Linked DNA regions of Mus musculus: regions 2 and 3 are each linked to region 1. The links are chromatin contacts, called in public Hi-C and promoter capture Hi-C maps. All regions are on one chromosome and are shown on one strand. The core of a region is the stretch at or near the end of the contact, and the rest is flanking DNA. Distances in the headings are between cores, read along the strand shown.

Region 1 (2,700 bases), core at 89-2,588:
CTATTACTTAACTTTGGCACTGCGTAATGACATCACTGCACAATCCTTTGGGAAATTCCTACTACCCTCAGGACAAAAAGTGATACCATGGTGACAGGCAGACAGTGAGCTGACACTGTACTCACCCATTCTTTCCTCCTACCGTGATTTCTGTTTATTCTCTGCTCCCCATTCTGCAGGCAAACACGCAAAGTGTGGGAAAGTAAAGTCACTGTGTAAGGTCAGGGTTAAGAATTAGGAAAAACAAATTTGAAGGTAGCCTGTCCAGAAATAAGGATACATATAAAAAAGATATTTGTAAAGGGTCCTGCACCCTCAGTTTCCACCCACTAAGACACAGAGAGGCGACACTTGAAAGCACTTGGATTCAAAGGCTCCATTAGGAAAGGGCCCAAGTTTTAAAGCCTTTTTCACTGGCAGACGTGAATGGCGTTGGTTTTAAGACTAACCTTCACTGGGGCTTCCTTGCCAACTTCTATGTGGGAGAGCAGGGCAAAAGGGCTGCAATTCAATATTATCTAGGCCAGGGAATCTGTGTCCAAGGAACTATACGTTCCAAAGACTTTAGTCTCAATTTGAAACCTTTGTGTTTTGTAACAACGATGGTATGTCCTATATAATTCAATCTGTCCCAATATCACATTATGGAATTTAAATGTCTCAGTAAAATTGATTCCTGTCTGAGGACGTTCTGATGAGGTTGATAACCTACTTAAGATTTCCAAACTGGACAAAGTGACCACTTGCATAAGAATTAGCAGCTAGGGGCTGGGAAGACAGCTTAGTCTGTAAATGGCTGCCTGTGAAAACGTAAGGATTTGAGTTTGGTCCTCAAAATCCACGTAAATAAAAAAGGCAGGCAAGAGCGTGCTTATAATTTCAGCACTGGAAAAGTGTGTAGTAATGGGTCCCTGGGCTAAATATGTCACTTCCTTGTCCCCACAGCCACAGTTATCTGCGTCACTGACCTTATGCAGTGCATGAAGCTTTGCTGTCGCTGTGGTCATTTCCCCATGCATTAGAACACCAGGCCTTGACCCCAGTAAGCAGAAATGACAGTGTACCCCACCTCTTTCAGCCTCCGTGTCTCCCCAGCCTCTCTCTGGAAACCATTATTCTACTTGGAGCTCCCACGAGATGAAAATTCCCACTGTGAAAAGCTGTGGACTGTGAGTACCAGGCTGCCTGTGAATTTGATTACATCTACTCCGAAGGCCTGATCCGAGCAAACCCACGCTACACATTTTGAGCCTCTCGGCAGCGGCAGAGTGCCCTGTTTGTATAAGGCTCTCAGGACTCGGCCTGGATAGGATTACACAACCGCAGGGAGCTCATTCTGAGGCAAGCAGCTTGCCCTTCAATAATCTGATAAACAGGCATTAACTGTGGCACTCTGAGCCCTGGGTGCCAGGGCCGGGAAGCCTTTGTTGGTCCAGATGTCAGAGCTCAGGCCTCATCCTGCACAGGCAGAGGCACCCTGAGCTTCCCGCTGGACAGAAGAAACGAGGGGGCTCGGGCCATGAGGAAGCTATGAACAGTCTCAAAGCACTTCAAAGTCTGACAGGGGAAATGTCATTTGGAGAAGCCCGGCAGTCACACAGGAGAACACTCCTGTCTTGAGCTGAAATTGTAATGGGTGTACGTGCTTATAGAATTGCACACAGGTAAATACGTATAGATTATTAACTATCTCCAGGCAGACTTAGAGCAGGTCAACAATGTGAGGCAGAAAATAAATGAATAAATAAAAAGATGTAAAATTATAAAATCCAGTTCAGTGGAGTCAAAACTAAGCAAGATTTATCAAACAGAATTCAACACACTTTGTTTCTTAGGGTCAAATCCAAGTTTTGATACTGTCTATGGAAACCATACACTGTGTCCCCAAGGCCCATTATAGCACACTGGAAGTGTGCCAAGAAGTGTCAGCTAAACTCGGGCTGCTTCTGAGCTTGAGCTACACTCAAATCTTCTGGCTGCCTAACCCAGGATTTCTCAGTGGAAGCCCCTTCTTACCAGTCTCAGGCAAACAAATTTCCTCTCCTCCTCTGACCTCCCATCCTCTGATTTACATTGGTGTCAGAAATTAGAAAGTAATGTTTAAAGAAGAGTTTGAAGAGCTTCTGTTTTCCTCTTTCAAAATAACAGCATCTTGGGCCAGTGAAATGACTCAGCAGGTAAAAGCGCTCTGATGACCCAAGTTCGACCCCTGGAGCCCAGATGGTGGGGAGAGAGCCTCAACCTCAGAAGCCGTTTTCTGACCTTCACATGTCCACTATGGCCAGTTCCACACTTGTACAGGGAAAATAAATGGATACAGTTTTCAAACACAAAATTTACAACATCCCGACTTGTCTTCTCTGTGCATGTGGTCAATAACTTAGAAGCCTAATGCAAGTTTTTGAATGGCAAAGTAAAAGATAGGATTCTAGGCCTCATATTTACAAAGCACTGCCCTTCAAAATGCTGATGGCTGTGGGCCTGCTGTCTTCCCACCTGCAGAACTTTTGCTAAATCTAATAGAATGTAGAAGAGTACACGAGCCACCGCAGAGAAACTTAATTTCCCTTTGTTCATTTGATTTCCTAAAATTACATCAACAGCAAAATCAGATACATGGTGGACGCTGGTTTCACGAGGCTTCTAATTAACAAAACTCTATTTTAGTATTTGAAGGATTGTGAGAGCTGGAGAGATGAC
Region 2 (2,700 bases), core at 190-2,689, 170 kb after region 1:
ATTCGTCCCCAAAGACCCACAGGGAGTGGCACTATTAGTAGATGTGGCCTTACTGGAGTTGGTGTGGTCTTGTTGGAGGAAATGTATCACTGTGGGGACAAACTTTGAGGTCTTCTATGCTCAAGCTACACTCAGTGTGGTATGCAGTCACTTTCTTCAGCCTTCAAGATCAAGATGTAGAACTCTCAGCTCCTTCTCTAGCACACCATGTCTGCCTGCACCTGCCATGCTTACCGCCATGATGATAATGGACTAAACCCCTGAAGTTGTAAGCAAGCCCCAATTAAATGTTTTCCTTTATAAGAGTAACCTTGGTTATGGTGTCTCTCCACAGCAATAAAACTCTAATTAAGACAATAATAAAAATACAAATGCCCACTTGTGCCTATACCTAAGTGTGCTGTGATGGAACAAGTAGACAGCCATGAGCAAGCGATGTGCCTGAGTGGCAGAGAAGATGACTAGCACATACGGGTCCCTGGGTTTAAGCCCACCTCCCCCAAAAAAGAACACCTTTAGTGGGCCTGGTGATGCACACCGGCAACCCCATCACTTAGCACACCACAACATGAGTTCAAGGCCAGTTTTGGATACATGAGACTGTCTCATAAGTTCATAATAAATATCTAAACGAGGAGAGAAAATGACCCCATTATCCAACATCCTGGACATACCTTTTACTGGTTATAAAAAGAGCTAAACCCTAACAAAAACTAATTTATGAGTCATGAGCCCTTGATCTTGTCCATGACCTTAGCTGTGTTTCCTTTTTCTTTTGCAAACTGGGAATCTTCTGTAGGGTTTTTTAATGAAATAAATTAGAATTTTCTTCGTGCAGTCCATTGCACAGGGATTAAGAACTGCCTTAGTGGTAGCTGCTCACTTCCCTCCATGTCACCCCATCTCCAGACCACTTGAACTGGACCACAGATTTCCCAAGATATGAATAACTGACCATGGCCAATTATAGAAGCCAACAGGGCAATGTAGATAGAAAGAGGAAAGTAACAAGATAGGACAAGGTGAGTTAGTCAGAAAATCAAGGCCCATACACCAATGTGCCTGACATATGGAAGAACAAATCACACACGTTAAAGTGATAGTGAGAAAAATGATACACAGAAAACAAGGGCGTTGTCAACTGTGATGGCAAATCAAACTATAAAGCTTGTGCATACGGAGAAAACTGAAAAGCATTATGGGTAACCCAGGCTTGGAAAAAACAGTAGCACACATTCTCCATCAAACGCTGATCCTTAAATACACACACACACACACACACACACACACACACGATATGTATGATGCCACAGTGGGTGGCAGATCATCCAACACTAAGCATGTATAAGAATCCAGTGAGGGAGGAAGCAGTGAGCCTCCCAGTGCAGAGCATACACTCTTCTATCAGAGGACAGAGTTCAGTTCCTGGCACCCACAAAGGACAGCTCCTAAGCACCTGTAACTCCAGCTTCGGTGGACCCAATGCCTCTGCAATCATGTATACAAGAGACACATGTCATTAAAATAAATCATAAGAAAAAGAAAGAAAATGCAATAAGGAAAACTGTCCCACTGTCTGCTTTCTTAAAAGAAGATTCAAAAATGGAAAGAGCAGCCTGATATAGAGACAGGGCATAAAAGTTGCCCATAATCCAGCGTTATGGCAACTACTGACTATTGACTTCCTGTCTAGTATGAACCCTAAACCTTGGCACTTTGTCCAGGGATGTCTGATCAAAGGACAGAAAGACTTGCCTTTGGCTCAGCTGACAACGAAGCTGTAAAACACAAATCCACACTTCGTTCGACCTTAATGAACCTGGTACAGTAAGCTAAAGGATAGACTTTTATTACCCCCAAGTTCTCCATTTAATTCTTTCCTATTTTAAACTTCTTGTAATGACTTCCCATTGCATTCAGCAAATAAAGAATCCTCCCATTGATAATTAAGCACCTGCTAATTCCTACAAAGCATTTTAAAATTAAAAAATAAGAATAATCAGTAAAGAGTCTGATGAATAAAACATCCCCTTTATCCCATAGGGCTGGGCTCAAATAAAGGAAAATGGGTCATTAAATGTCCATTAATTCTGCAAGACTTGGTTACTAGACTTAGTGATGATATTTATGCTTGAAAGTACTTTGAGAGGTAAGATTCTCGGTTTAAATATTCATTACTTAAAAGAAAGACATGTTAAGTCAGTGGTCACAAGGAAGAATAGAAAACAGACTTATGTCTTTTTTTTTTTTACTGAACTATGAATTTTCCAACATTCTGAAAGAGGGGTGCCCACACATGTATTTCCTTTCGCTGACTATGCCTGTGTATGTCAACAATTATTTTTTGTACATTAACTCAGAATTTTTTGTTTGGTTTGTTTAGTTTGGGGGATTTTTCTTAGAGACATGATTTCACACAGTGTAGGCTGACCCTCAACTCTTGCCTCCATGTGCCAAGGGCTGGGATTCAAGGAGTGAACTACCACACCCAGCTAAATGGCATCAAATTTCCACTCATAAGAGATTCAGTATCAGTCACTAAAAGATAAGGCTGCCCTGAATGTGATTCTGTGTGTGTGTGTGTATGTGTGTGTGTGTGTGTACATGTGCACACTCAGAGTAGAAGCCACCTTAGAGTATCTTCCCCTGTAGCTCCCCACAGGGGTTATACATGCACACCTTGGCATCTAACTTGTACAT
Region 3 (2,700 bases), core at 148-2,647, 220 kb after region 1:
GGCGTAGCCCGCACCTCAGCCGGGAGCAAGGCTGAAAGGAGGCGGCCCGGCGACTACAACGCGGGCTGCTCCCCACATCCTGACTTCTCTGCAGCCAGCCTCCGCCTTCCATCCCCAAACGCCGCCCTCCCCCCTACAAAGGGTCGGAGGGATGCAAAGTGAGCCACGATTATGAGCTCCTTCTATCCCCGCAGAAGCAACGGGAGCACCCCATATTACTCAAACCAACAGAGCATCCTTCCCACAGCCAATCTCCCCAGACATCCTATCGTGCAACTATAGCCCTCCGGATCAGCTCCGGATCAGCAAAGCAAGTCGCCTTCCCCCGCCCTCCCATACTCCAGATGCTTCAAGCTTCCCAAGCCACAGTCAGAGCACATCTCTGAGTCCCCAACCCTCCCTTCCAGCCCGCCACTGCTTCTGCCCTCTCTGACCATCAGCCTCCTAGAACACTGCCGGAGCCAATGAAGCAGAGCTCTCTTTCCTCCTCGGTAGCCCGGCCCCCCTTCACCCTCTCCGCGGTCCCTAGACTGGCGCCCAAGCTCCGCGCCCCGGCGACAACTCCGCATACCCCGCGCGCCGGCCAGAGACGCGTCCCATCGGCGGCCCTCACTCACCCGGGAAGCACACCACATAATGAAGCACAGAACTGGTGATTTTCAGGAACAAAATCCACCAACACGGTTCCAGTAACCTCCGCATGTCCGAAAACGCACATCGAAAAGAGAAAGGCAGGGGGGGTAAACTTGTTGAATAAGTTCTTGCTTCCGAGCGAGGCTCCGCTAAGCCTGGAGGCTTTCACGGCTCGCCCGCCACACGGGGCCCCCCACACTCGGCCACCGGTCCCGCTGGAATCCGGGAAGCTGCCAAGCGCTCCCGAGAAAACCTCAAAAAGTGACCGGGAATGCAAAGCCAAGCTAGGGACGATCCTCTCGGAGGAGAAGGGCTGCTTTCCGCTCAGACACGATCCAGCCGACAGGCAGGGCGAGGAGAAGACGCACGGCGGCAGAGCCCGGGGCCCGGAGCAGGCAGGGACCGCGGGTGGCGGTGGCTAGCAGCGGAAGAGCCCCAAGTTGAGTCGGCAGCGCAGCGCAGCCCGAGAACCAGCGGGCGACGGCGGGGCTGTGCGCGGCGCGGCGGCTCCGGGCTTCAGGCGGGCAGCTCCTTCCAGGGCCCCGGCAAGGAAGGAGGCATGTCTGCGAGCCTGGAAAGGGAGGGAAGCGGCGGGGCGGAGCGCAGAGCCCCCCAAAACACAAACGGCCAGTGGAGCGCAGGGAAACACAAAGGATCTCAGAGGGGCGCCGGGGCGAGGGCGCCTTCAGTCCATGCTCCTGAAAGTTGTGGCTCCGGCGCAGGCTGGGGAGGAACCGAGAGCGCGGGGCTGGAAACTGGCCATGCCTCCATACAGGAAGTAACATGTGAGCATGGATCCTGGCAGAGACTTTAAAGCCGGCGAGCGGGCGAGCGAGCGAGCTGGGGGCGCGCGGCGGCGGGGGCGCGCAAGCACGGGCGCGCGGTGACGCGCATCCCCGAGCTGCCGCCGGCGGGGGCGCGCGTCTCTTAAAGCGGCCGTGCTGGGCTCCGGCTTCCAAGGACTTGCACTACTCTCCTCTCCAGGCGTGCCTAGGGCTATGGGTGTGCGTTTAGGGGAGCTGGTAACCCTGAAGACAGGGAAGAGACCAGCTGCCATCCAGGGTCGGCATGGCTTTGCTCCATTTTCGAGTTCTTAAAGACGAAGTACGGATTCGGAGAGATCCCTGACCTCGTTCATGGATCCGGAACTTGGGGGAGGGGGAAAGGGTGGTCTGGTTGGAATCTGGGGGAGAGGAAAGGACCAGCAGCTACATTTTCATGGAGAGGGGACTTCCGTAAGGCCTCACCACCTGGACGGTGTCTTGACGGGGTGCACCTCCAGCGTCCCTCTCCTGCTGCGTTCCCGGGCTAAGAGACAAAGCCCAGCGGCCTTTGCACTCAGGTTTCATTGAGGTTTTTTTGTTGTTGTTGTTTCCCCTTCCCCCTTTCCGAGCTTCCATTGTTCGAATCTACCTCTGGGAGATAGGGAAAGGGACGGGAGTCCATCCCAGGCTAGCAAAATCCAGCTCCAGGCCCACATCGGCTTTTCCCAAACCACGAAGGTCTGTCGTGGACTTTTCCCCAAACTACGAAGGTCTGTCGCGGAGTTTTCCCAACCCCCGGATTCGGGAAGAAGGTGGCTGCAACTTGGCCTGGTTAGGCAGAGGGCAAATGAAGTGCGCCTCTCACCCGGGGCAGGGGAAAGCAGCACCCCGGGGCAGGACTGGTTTCCCGCAGCCGTCCTAGGAGACACGGCTTAAGTAAACTACAGGGAGAGGCATCCGGGGGAAATGCAAGGGCTAGGTTTATCTGTAATGAGTTTTGTCCCTTGGCTCTCACAGAGATCTTTATCGCTTGGGCTTTTCAGCAACCTATTTTTTCCTCCTACGTTGGTGCTAAAAGAGGGGAGGCAGGTTTTGGTTTGGGTTTTTTTTTTCCATCAAATTTGTAATTGAGCCAACGTAATTAGCCATTTGTATTTTTTTCATAGTTGTTCTGCCACTCTATGAAAAGGATATGGACATATTTTTAAAGTGTCCCCTTGCCGTTTCATCGCAACGCGGCACTGTCCCACACCCACCCAAACATCTCAACCGGATGTTCTTTCGGTTTTCAAATACTATACAG

The links. Promoter capture Hi-C pulls out the DNA fragments that hold promoters and counts their contacts. Hi-C and Micro-C count contacts between places; a contact is called where the count stands out from the background.
Region 2: a Hi-C map of liver shows a contact between it and region 1, with 2.6 times the contacts expected there. The contact joins two enhancer-like sites. A contact is called at or near these places in 3 of 484 Hi-C or Micro-C datasets (the HL-1 cell line, liver and nephron progenitors) and 1 of 115 datasets of contacts at active chromatin or transcription factors (embryonic stem cells).
Region 3: a promoter capture Hi-C map of liver shows a contact between it and region 1, with 4 times the contacts expected there. The contact joins the promoter of Ptprg here to the enhancer-like site in region 1. A contact is called at or near these places in 4 of 39 promoter capture datasets (embryonic stem cells, hippocampal neurons and liver), 14 of 484 Hi-C or Micro-C datasets (the N1E-115 cell line, adipose-derived mesenchymal stem cells, cerebellar granule neurons and 8 more), 22 of 115 datasets of contacts at active chromatin or transcription factors (astrocytes, cardiomyocytes, craniofacial prominence and 13 more) and 2 of 9 other capture datasets (adipose tissue and pancreatic islet).

Annotation. Positions count from the first base shown.
Region 1 is chr14:11,774,054-11,776,753 of GRCm38.p6, reverse strand. All of the region lies in intron 2 of Ptprg (protein tyrosine phosphatase, receptor type, G), which reads right to left. Among named protein-coding and RNA genes, the nearest start is that of Gm52128, 200 kb to the right of the region's middle. Within about 2 kb of position 1,338, at least 121 of the 459 cell types and tissues checked have an H3K27ac peak or open chromatin away from gene starts, as enhancers often do. A contact at or near this core is called in the N1E-115 cell line, adipose tissue, astrocytes and 13 more, where this site is marked.
Region 2 is chr14:11,609,075-11,611,774 of GRCm38.p6, reverse strand. The region is part of intron 1 of Ptprg (protein tyrosine phosphatase, receptor type, G); the gene reads right to left. It overlaps Gm52128 (a long non-coding RNA gene), which reads right to left. Exons shown (of 2, transcript XR_003951168.1): 2 at 2,239-2,700. Among named protein-coding and RNA genes, the nearest start is that of Gm52128, 37 kb to the right of the region's middle. Within about 2 kb of position 1,439, at least 13 of the 459 cell types and tissues checked have an H3K27ac peak or open chromatin away from gene starts, as enhancers often do. A contact at or near this core is called in liver, where this site is marked.
Region 3 is chr14:11,552,250-11,554,949 of GRCm38.p6, reverse strand. It overlaps Ptprg (protein tyrosine phosphatase, receptor type, G), which reads right to left and starts at 1,397. Exons shown (of 30, transcript NM_008981.3): 1 at 618-1,397. The coding sequence starts at 702.